Regions from separate parts of the Mus musculus genome. Here region 1 is linked to region 2. A link is a contact called in public HiChIP or PLAC-seq data. All regions are on one chromosome and are shown on one strand. The core of a region is the stretch at or near the end of the contact, and the rest is flanking DNA. Distances in the headings are between cores, read along the strand shown.

Region 1 (3,907 bases), core at 615-3,114, 180 kb before region 2:
ATCGGGCCCCAACTCTCTGAGAGAATATATGCTAGAATGGCTGTGGTGGGAACATGGCAGAGGAATTGATGATCTGAAACATTTTGGATGATCTGAAACATTCAGAGGAAAAGAAGCCACTGGAGGTCACCATGAGGCTTCATCTTGGCTGCTTGTCCACTGACCCTCTGGGGTTCCCACTGTGGCCAAGTTAAGATCTAGCACTGGTGGACTTAAAACTGTGGCGTCCATGCTGGTGCTGTGCACTGTATGTTGCCTTAAATTTATGGCCTAGGCATCGATATGGATGCTAACTTGGTATTTCTTTTATGGAGAAGCCAGTATCATTCACAGAGTAATACCCAGCCAGTCTGTTCACACCAGGGGCTAACAGGAAGTGGGGGAGGGGCTCGCATGAAACGGGGAGGGGCTAACAGGAAATGGAGAGGGGCTAACATGAAACGGGGAAGGGCTAACATGAAATTGGGAGAGGCTAATAGGAAGCGGGGAGGGGCGAACAGGAAGTAGGGAAGGTATCACTGTAGTCTTTTACATAGAATCATGTCAACCAACACTGTTCTTACATAATGCCAGACACTAATATCTTAATTGCCTGCTAAATGATGCCCAAGAACCTAGACATGACGATTTTGAGTAATAACTATGAAAATCCAGAACTGTCTGTGGAACTGTCAGGATGCTGTTGTCTGAGGGTGGGGGTATTCTTAATGTTGAAGAAACTTGGAAGGTAGGATTCTGGAACCTCCTACCATAAATTTCAGATAAAATTAAATTAACTATTATAACACAACATAAAACAAAAAGTCTCCATATTAGAATAGAGATGGTCTACTTTGCCCAGTCATCCTAGGGGACTGTGACATGGGCCCTTTTAGGCCCAACCCCCACTGCTGGCACTGATGTCATCCTGCTGGCTCCACAGCAGCACCCTTAGAGATGGACTCTAGATCAATGAAAGCATCTACCATGCCAGACATGTCTGCCCTACTCCAGGCCTGCTGTGGAGCCAAGGTTCAGGCTCAGTGCCGGGCCATCTGTCATTTGGCGCTGCCTTTAATTGCTGTGCTGATGAACAAGGTTTGAACTTGAAGCAGAAAATGTACATATAAATGTAGACACAGCCTTGAAGCGTTGTCCCCTTACAAACTAACACACTGTCTGGACCACATAGGTAACAGTAGCCAACACACACCCTGTTCACAGAAGGTGCTTGTCCTAATGGGCAGATGCTCCAAAGAGCCAAGAAAGTCTCCACTTAGAGGTGGCCCAGTCCTTGGGGTCACAGCCAAACAGGAGAGGTAGATAGGTAGGCAAAGACAGTAAGTACTATGTGGTGGGGTCTGGGCAAGAAGGCAGTCTTGAGACTATGCAAACATGGAGGTAGGGATCTGGTCGGCCTGGGGTGTCTACAAACTTTCTTAGGGAGCACAGGAGGCCTGAGTTACATGTTAAACTATATGAAGTGTAGAAGCTCTCCAGGAGAAGATCAGAACATAGTGGTATGGCAGAGGGATCCAGACAGAGAGAACATAGACTGCTGCAGGGCCCAGGGAGGTGAATATGGTAGGCTGAGAATGAAGCAGGGAGACATGGATGCAGAGAGTTAGGATGCTACAGGAGGAAGCAGGTGAGGATTGGAGCCCTGAAGAAAAATTGTTCCATAGACCGTGTCTAAGCTTTGCCAAACATACAATCTAGCATTAGGTCAGTGTGGGGCCTTCGCCCTTACGGGTCTTGAGAGGAAGGGACATGGGAGGTGGCTCCAAGTGTGGTGGATGTGTTAACCACTGAGTCAGAGAAGACTGGTTTCAGGTGGAGACAGGGCAGGGCCAGAGTTCTGACTCATCAAGCAACAAGGTCCTGGCATGTCTCCATTTTCTGGGGAAGGGAACTTTAGCAGTTCAAGAGGTGAGGAAGGGCAGAGCTCAGATACAGATCCGTGTGAGCCTGACTCAGACCCCATGCGTGGCTCTCACATCACAGGAGGCTGCTTCCTTCCTGGTAGCGGGAACAGCCTGAGCCCGTGTGAGAAAGGAGGATGTCTGAAAGCACTGGAGGGCAGGCATGAGGTGGTTTCCACTGGTCAGAAGTGTGTGTGGGCTCAAGGAGGACTGTGGCCTGGGTGTGACTTGGCCACTGTTACCTTTGTGTTTGAGAGGGTGTATTAGTTCATAGGGGACAGTGGACAGCACTTTAAGGTTGTCTCTACCTCAAGCTCAGGGTGACAGCCTACAGAGTGACACAGGTCCAATAGGCTTTGGAGCCCAAAAACCTGTGGACAAGGGGCTGACCTTCCCAGGCTTCAGTTTTTCTCACGAAAACTGCATTCTAACATCTTTCTGCAAGGAGCGTTACATTCATAAAAGACAGTAAGAATAAATGCACACCCGGACGGTAAACAGTGAGACCCCAGGGGTGGGTTGGTTGAATTCATTTACATGGATATGGTTAAGTAGCCAGAAGACAGCCAATCTCTATTTTTACTCTGGCTGGCCTGGTACTCATTATGTGTCACCCATGGCGGTCCTCTTCTTGCCTCAGCCTCTTGGATGCTGGCATTGAAAGCATGCACCACCTTGGTCAGCTGTGACCCTGATCTTGTCACCATTAGGGGATTATCATGAAGTAGCATGCAGATCATCACTCTCCTGTCTTCAAAAAACAAAACAAAACCACAACAACACACAACTCCCTCATCAGATGTTTCATAATTTTTCTCCGATTCAGGGAAACTGCCTTAAGGAAACAGAAGGTATTCTCTGCCTAAAATCAATGGCTGTGGTTGTGAATGGCTGACAGTGTCTGTCAGAGGCCAGGCATACACTGTGAGAAGCTGGGGGTCTCAGGGGTTCCTGACAGGGCCTGGATAGCTAGGGACACCCCAGCTGTGAGGAAGGCAAGAAGCTGGCGTCAGCACTGTGGATGTCCCCTTCCTGATGAACCCTGTCAGCTTCATGAGAAAGAAGCCGCATTCTCTCCATCATTCATCAGCCAATTAGAAGCCTCTGGAGGCCACACTCCTTTAATCAAAGAAACAGGAGCACTCTGGACCAGTTCTCACTTTATTGCAAGGGTGAGGCGTGGGTATGGAGACTGCAGAGGGAGAGGCAGGCCTTTGTGAGAGTCTGCTATAGCATTACCTGTAGCCTCCCTGGGCCGCTGCGTGACTGTGTCTGGATTGTACTGTCCACTTGAACTGAGGATCCTGCATGTTCCCAAGTCCCAGGACACTCTGAGACTGTTCTGTGAAGGAGACCTCACTCACCAGACTAGGGAACTGGGGCCCAAGAGAGAGCGTGGTTATCCAAACCATTCAGTGAGGAGGGTACTTTACAAACACTGAAATCCCAGCTTTATCCCTGCCTCACTGTGCCTTATATAACAGGGGTGAGAGAGGTGACAGTTGGCTGGGGCTCTTGATCAAAACGACCAGATGGTAGTGGACAAAGAGAAAGGAATACTTGAGCTGACCCCTAAGCACAAGGCTGGGCAGAACAGCCCCAGGTTTGCATCGTTGCTAGGACGCCTTCAGATAGGAGATTTCTATCCCTGGTCCCTGCCCTTACTCAATCTGGAGGGCCTGCCTGCAGGGTGTGGTAGAGAGCAGAGCAAAGTATGGAGCCCAGCCATGTTCTCATTGTTCTAAGTAAAGCTGTGCCCACCATCACATGAAAAGCAAGGGTGGAGGAGAGCTAGGCGGGTGAGGAAACCCTTAGGAATGGATGCTGAAAAGCATCCTCAGCCAGGCACGCTGGGATGGATGCAGTTTAGTTTCAGTATTCTGTTTCCCAGAGAGGGGAATATAATATTCTCAAACATGACAGGTGAGGAAGTAGAGACCCAGAGACCAAGCGGCCACAGCTAGCAAGCAACTCCTCCTTTTCAGTAGATTCAGGGCTTTGGTCTA
Region 2 (3,403 bases), core at 636-3,135:
CATGCCGTCATCCTAAACTCACAGAGAAGAAAAAGAAGAAAGATTCAGAATAATAGAAACCTAAGATTAACTTCATCAAAGCTAGCATCCAACCCAAGAAGCCACACTGTGAATCATCAAGTGTTTCACCATAGTCAGGTGTCTCACCATGACCACACAAATAAGCTGAGAAGATTGGGAGGGTCTGCTCACTAGTGCCAGAGAAGAGAAGAGATACAGTTTATCAGAGCTATGACTTCTAGGCTGTTTCCTGATACATATGCTACTCATTCCATTCCTAAGCCACCCCCTTTCTAGTGTTGTTCTGAATGGCAATCCACAGTCATAGGAGCATCCTTGGAGCTGGACCCTGAGCTCTGCATGCAGAAACACCCATGATGGGTTGAGCTAGTAGTGTCTGTGTATGACTCACAGCTGTGCTAAAGCGGGTGTGGGGGTCTTCCTCCCAGATCTGTAACCCACAGTCTAATGACAAACACCGGCAGACTAAAATTAAGGGATGCTAGTATCCCTCAAGGTGTCACAGCTAAGGAAAGACAGAAACTGAGACAGGACCCCCCACATGCAGTGTGGTATCCCAAATAGAATCCAGAAGAGGATGGTAACATAGGAACAGAGGCTGGAGTTTAGAAACTACTAGCAACATGTTAATAATTTTCCTTCAAGTTTTGAAGGTGCCCTGATGACACAGATTTTAATGGCGGGAGAAGCTAGGACCTGGATACCAGTAGAGAGCTTCCTTGTAACCCTTACATTATGACACAGTTGTCTAGTTCAAAGAACATTGGTTCCTGCAGTATATGCACCCCTGCCTCCTTTTGAACAGTCTCCCAAGAAGTAAAGGAGAGGTTTTCTTTCAATCAGGATGATCACATTTTGGGTCAAGACATTAACCGTCTTTTTTTGGACTCACAGATGACTACACAAGGCACCCCAATGGTGACTCACAAGTTCCTTTCACCAGAGCCCCTGCCTTCTCCCAGGCTGGCAACAGCACCTGGTCCCTTGAGTCAGTAAAGCCAACTGGTCATATTGGGACCCACCCAACGATCAGAGGGCAGGCAGGGGCTGCTCTTAAAGCCTGGCTAGGTGGGTCTGTTCGGACCACTGCTTAAGGGCAGATTGCAAAGGATCATCTCATCTGAGGCCAAGTGTGCCTCGTGCATGAAGTGTGTGTGTGTGTGTGTACGCGTGCGCGCGCGCGTGTGTGTAAGAGAGGCAGGTGGGAGAGAAAGGAAAGAGGGGAAAAAACAGGAGAAAGGGGAAAGAGAAAAGGAGAGGCAGACAGACAGAAGGCAGGGGGTTGAGGGGGGATGGGATCCTGAATCTGAAAGAGGAGGTCATGGTGAGTGGTCTCAAACAGGCTTCTGGAAATACCCCAGCAGGGAGGCGGCGAGTTCTTTTGGAAACCATCAGAGCAGGAAAGTGGTGTTGACCTACCTATTGTGCCGGCCCTTTCATTATCAGCAGGTAAGGCAGAGACTGAAACCACCCCTCAGTACCCAGGCTAATAGTCTCTGTGACTCCTGTCTCAGCTCCCCAACATCCCCCCATCCCCCGCTCCATTCAGTCACCTTTGGAGACCAACTTTTTACCTTTATTCTGTCAGCGACATCTGCATACAAGACATCTGCATACAAGCGTCTTGACTTTTACTTCAACAGTCTCCAAGACCCCTGGTCTTTCTTTCTCCAACCAGGCTAAGTCTTTCCCTCTCTCTCTCCCCTCTCCTTCTCACAGGACTGACTATTCTGTTTCCAAAATCGGTCACTAGATGCTTTTTAGCTCTGCCTGTGTCTGTGGCAGCACCCACAGCCCCAAAGCACAGCCACTAGGTGCCAGACCTCCAGGGCATCTTCTGGGGCTGGGATGTGGTAAGTCAAAGTCAGGCACAGCAGTGAGTCAGTCCAGAGCCAGGGGACAAGCGGAAACATCCACACCCTTCCTTCGGAGCAAAGTTTGCTCTTAACTTTAACATTCCTTTCTCAACTGGCTCATTTGAACAGAGTGAAGTTTGGACAGGATATTAAAGAAAGCAACGTCAGGAAGCGGAAACCACACCAGGAATTTTAAGAGATTACTTGACCTGAATTGTTTCTCACCAGGAATCAGAGAACTGCAAGACAAAGAGGATGCTGGAGCTGCACTGAGACAGGCACAAAGGGAGGCCCTCAGAGATGGAGCCACGCATTGGGAAGGATGCTAACAAATGTGGTGTCTTGAGACTGCTCTGAGAATGGAGGGTGAAAACGAAGCCAGAGTTGCAATGCTCTCCTGACATGAGAGGTCACTGCCAAAAGGCCTGAGTAACAAGGAGTGTCAGAGGGCTGGCCGGGTGACAGAGGGATGGGGTGATGAGCAACTGGGATAATGGAGATGGTGACCAGAAACAAACAGGAAGTCACACTGTACTCTCTCCCTTCTCCTGATTCCACAGCAGGTAAGCCTGCTCTGGCTTCAGCTGGCAGAGGCGAAGTGGAAGAACTGAGTACCAAAAGGTGTGTGGGACTCACAGTGATGGGATGTGCCTTGATCCAGGACTCAGGGAAATGGAGGAAGGAGCTCTGGTGGCCCAATTTAGACTGCACGGAAAGTCTGAGGCTAGAATAGGCTACAGAGAGAGCCCTGCCTCAGAGAAGAATAAGATTAAAAATAAAACTACGTGTGAAATGGAAGCTTATTACCCTGCAGGAGGGCAATGGAAATAGAAAGGGGAAAGGCAGACCCTTACAACTTACCCAGTGACTGTAGCAGCAATAAACCATGAACATGTATAGCCATGTGAAAACAATGTGTGTGTGCCTACCCGCACAGGCTAATAGTCTCTGTGACTCCTGTCTCAGCTCCCCAACATCCCCCCATCCCCCGCTCCATTCAGTCACCTTTGGAGACCAACTTTCTACCTTTATTCTGTCAGCAACATCCGCACACAAGCTTCTTGACTTTTACTTCAACAGTCTCCAAGACCCCTGGTCTTTCTTTCTCCACCGGGCTAAGTCTTTCCCTCTCTCTCTCCCCTCTTGTTCTCACAGGACTGACTATTCTGTTTCCAAAATCAGTCACTAGATGCTTTTTAGCTTATTACCCTGCAAGGGGGCAATGGAAATAGAAAGGGGAAATACATATGTGTATGTGTGTGTGTAAAAAGCTAGCTTTCAATTTCTAATAACAGAAAATGTTTATTAAGACAAACAACCTAATTCGTCACTTGTAAGGACCCAAGGAGGTTCACACCTAGAGAATCTTCATCTCACAGATCCGAGCAGTAAAGTCTACAGATGGTAAGGGGGTTGCTTGTGATGCTCAGAGTAAAAGACCAGAGATCAGGCCCCATAGAGTTCATGTATGATCCCCTCGTCTGCTAAACATCACAGTTGAGGCTCTACTCTCTCTTCCCACACCC

What was found. HiChIP or PLAC-seq counts read pairs in DNA pulled down with a chosen protein or histone mark.
Region 1: an HNF4G HiChIP or PLAC-seq map of pancreatic cancer cells shows a contact between it and region 2. The contact joins two enhancer-like sites. A contact is called at or near these places in 1 of 15 datasets of contacts at CTCF or cohesin (the NIH/3T3 cell line), 3 of 484 Hi-C or Micro-C datasets (bone marrow-derived macrophages, natural killer cells and nephron progenitors), 9 of 115 datasets of contacts at active chromatin or transcription factors (bone marrow-derived macrophages, cardiomyocytes, a colorectal cancer cell line and 6 more) and 4 of 9 other capture datasets (adipose tissue, embryonic stem cells, liver and 1 more).

What each region holds. Positions count from the first base shown.
Region 1 is chr7:49,091,803-49,095,709 of GRCm38.p6, reverse strand. It overlaps Gm32849 (a long non-coding RNA gene), which reads right to left. Exons shown (of 2, transcript XR_391458.3): 2 at 1-3,907. It also overlaps a transcript of Nav2 not described here. Among named protein-coding and RNA genes, the nearest start is that of Gm32849, 53 kb to the right of the region's middle. Within about 2 kb of position 1,864, at least 69 of the 459 cell types and tissues checked have an H3K27ac peak or open chromatin away from gene starts, as enhancers often do. A contact at or near this core is called in a colorectal cancer cell line and pancreatic cancer cells, where this site is marked.
Region 2 is chr7:48,916,208-48,919,610 of GRCm38.p6, reverse strand. No RefSeq gene overlaps it. Among named protein-coding and RNA genes, the nearest start is that of Gm2788, 37 kb to the right of the region's middle. Within about 2 kb of position 1,885, at least 59 of the 459 cell types and tissues checked have an H3K27ac peak or open chromatin away from gene starts, as enhancers often do. A contact at or near this core is called in a colorectal cancer cell line and pancreatic cancer cells, where this site is marked.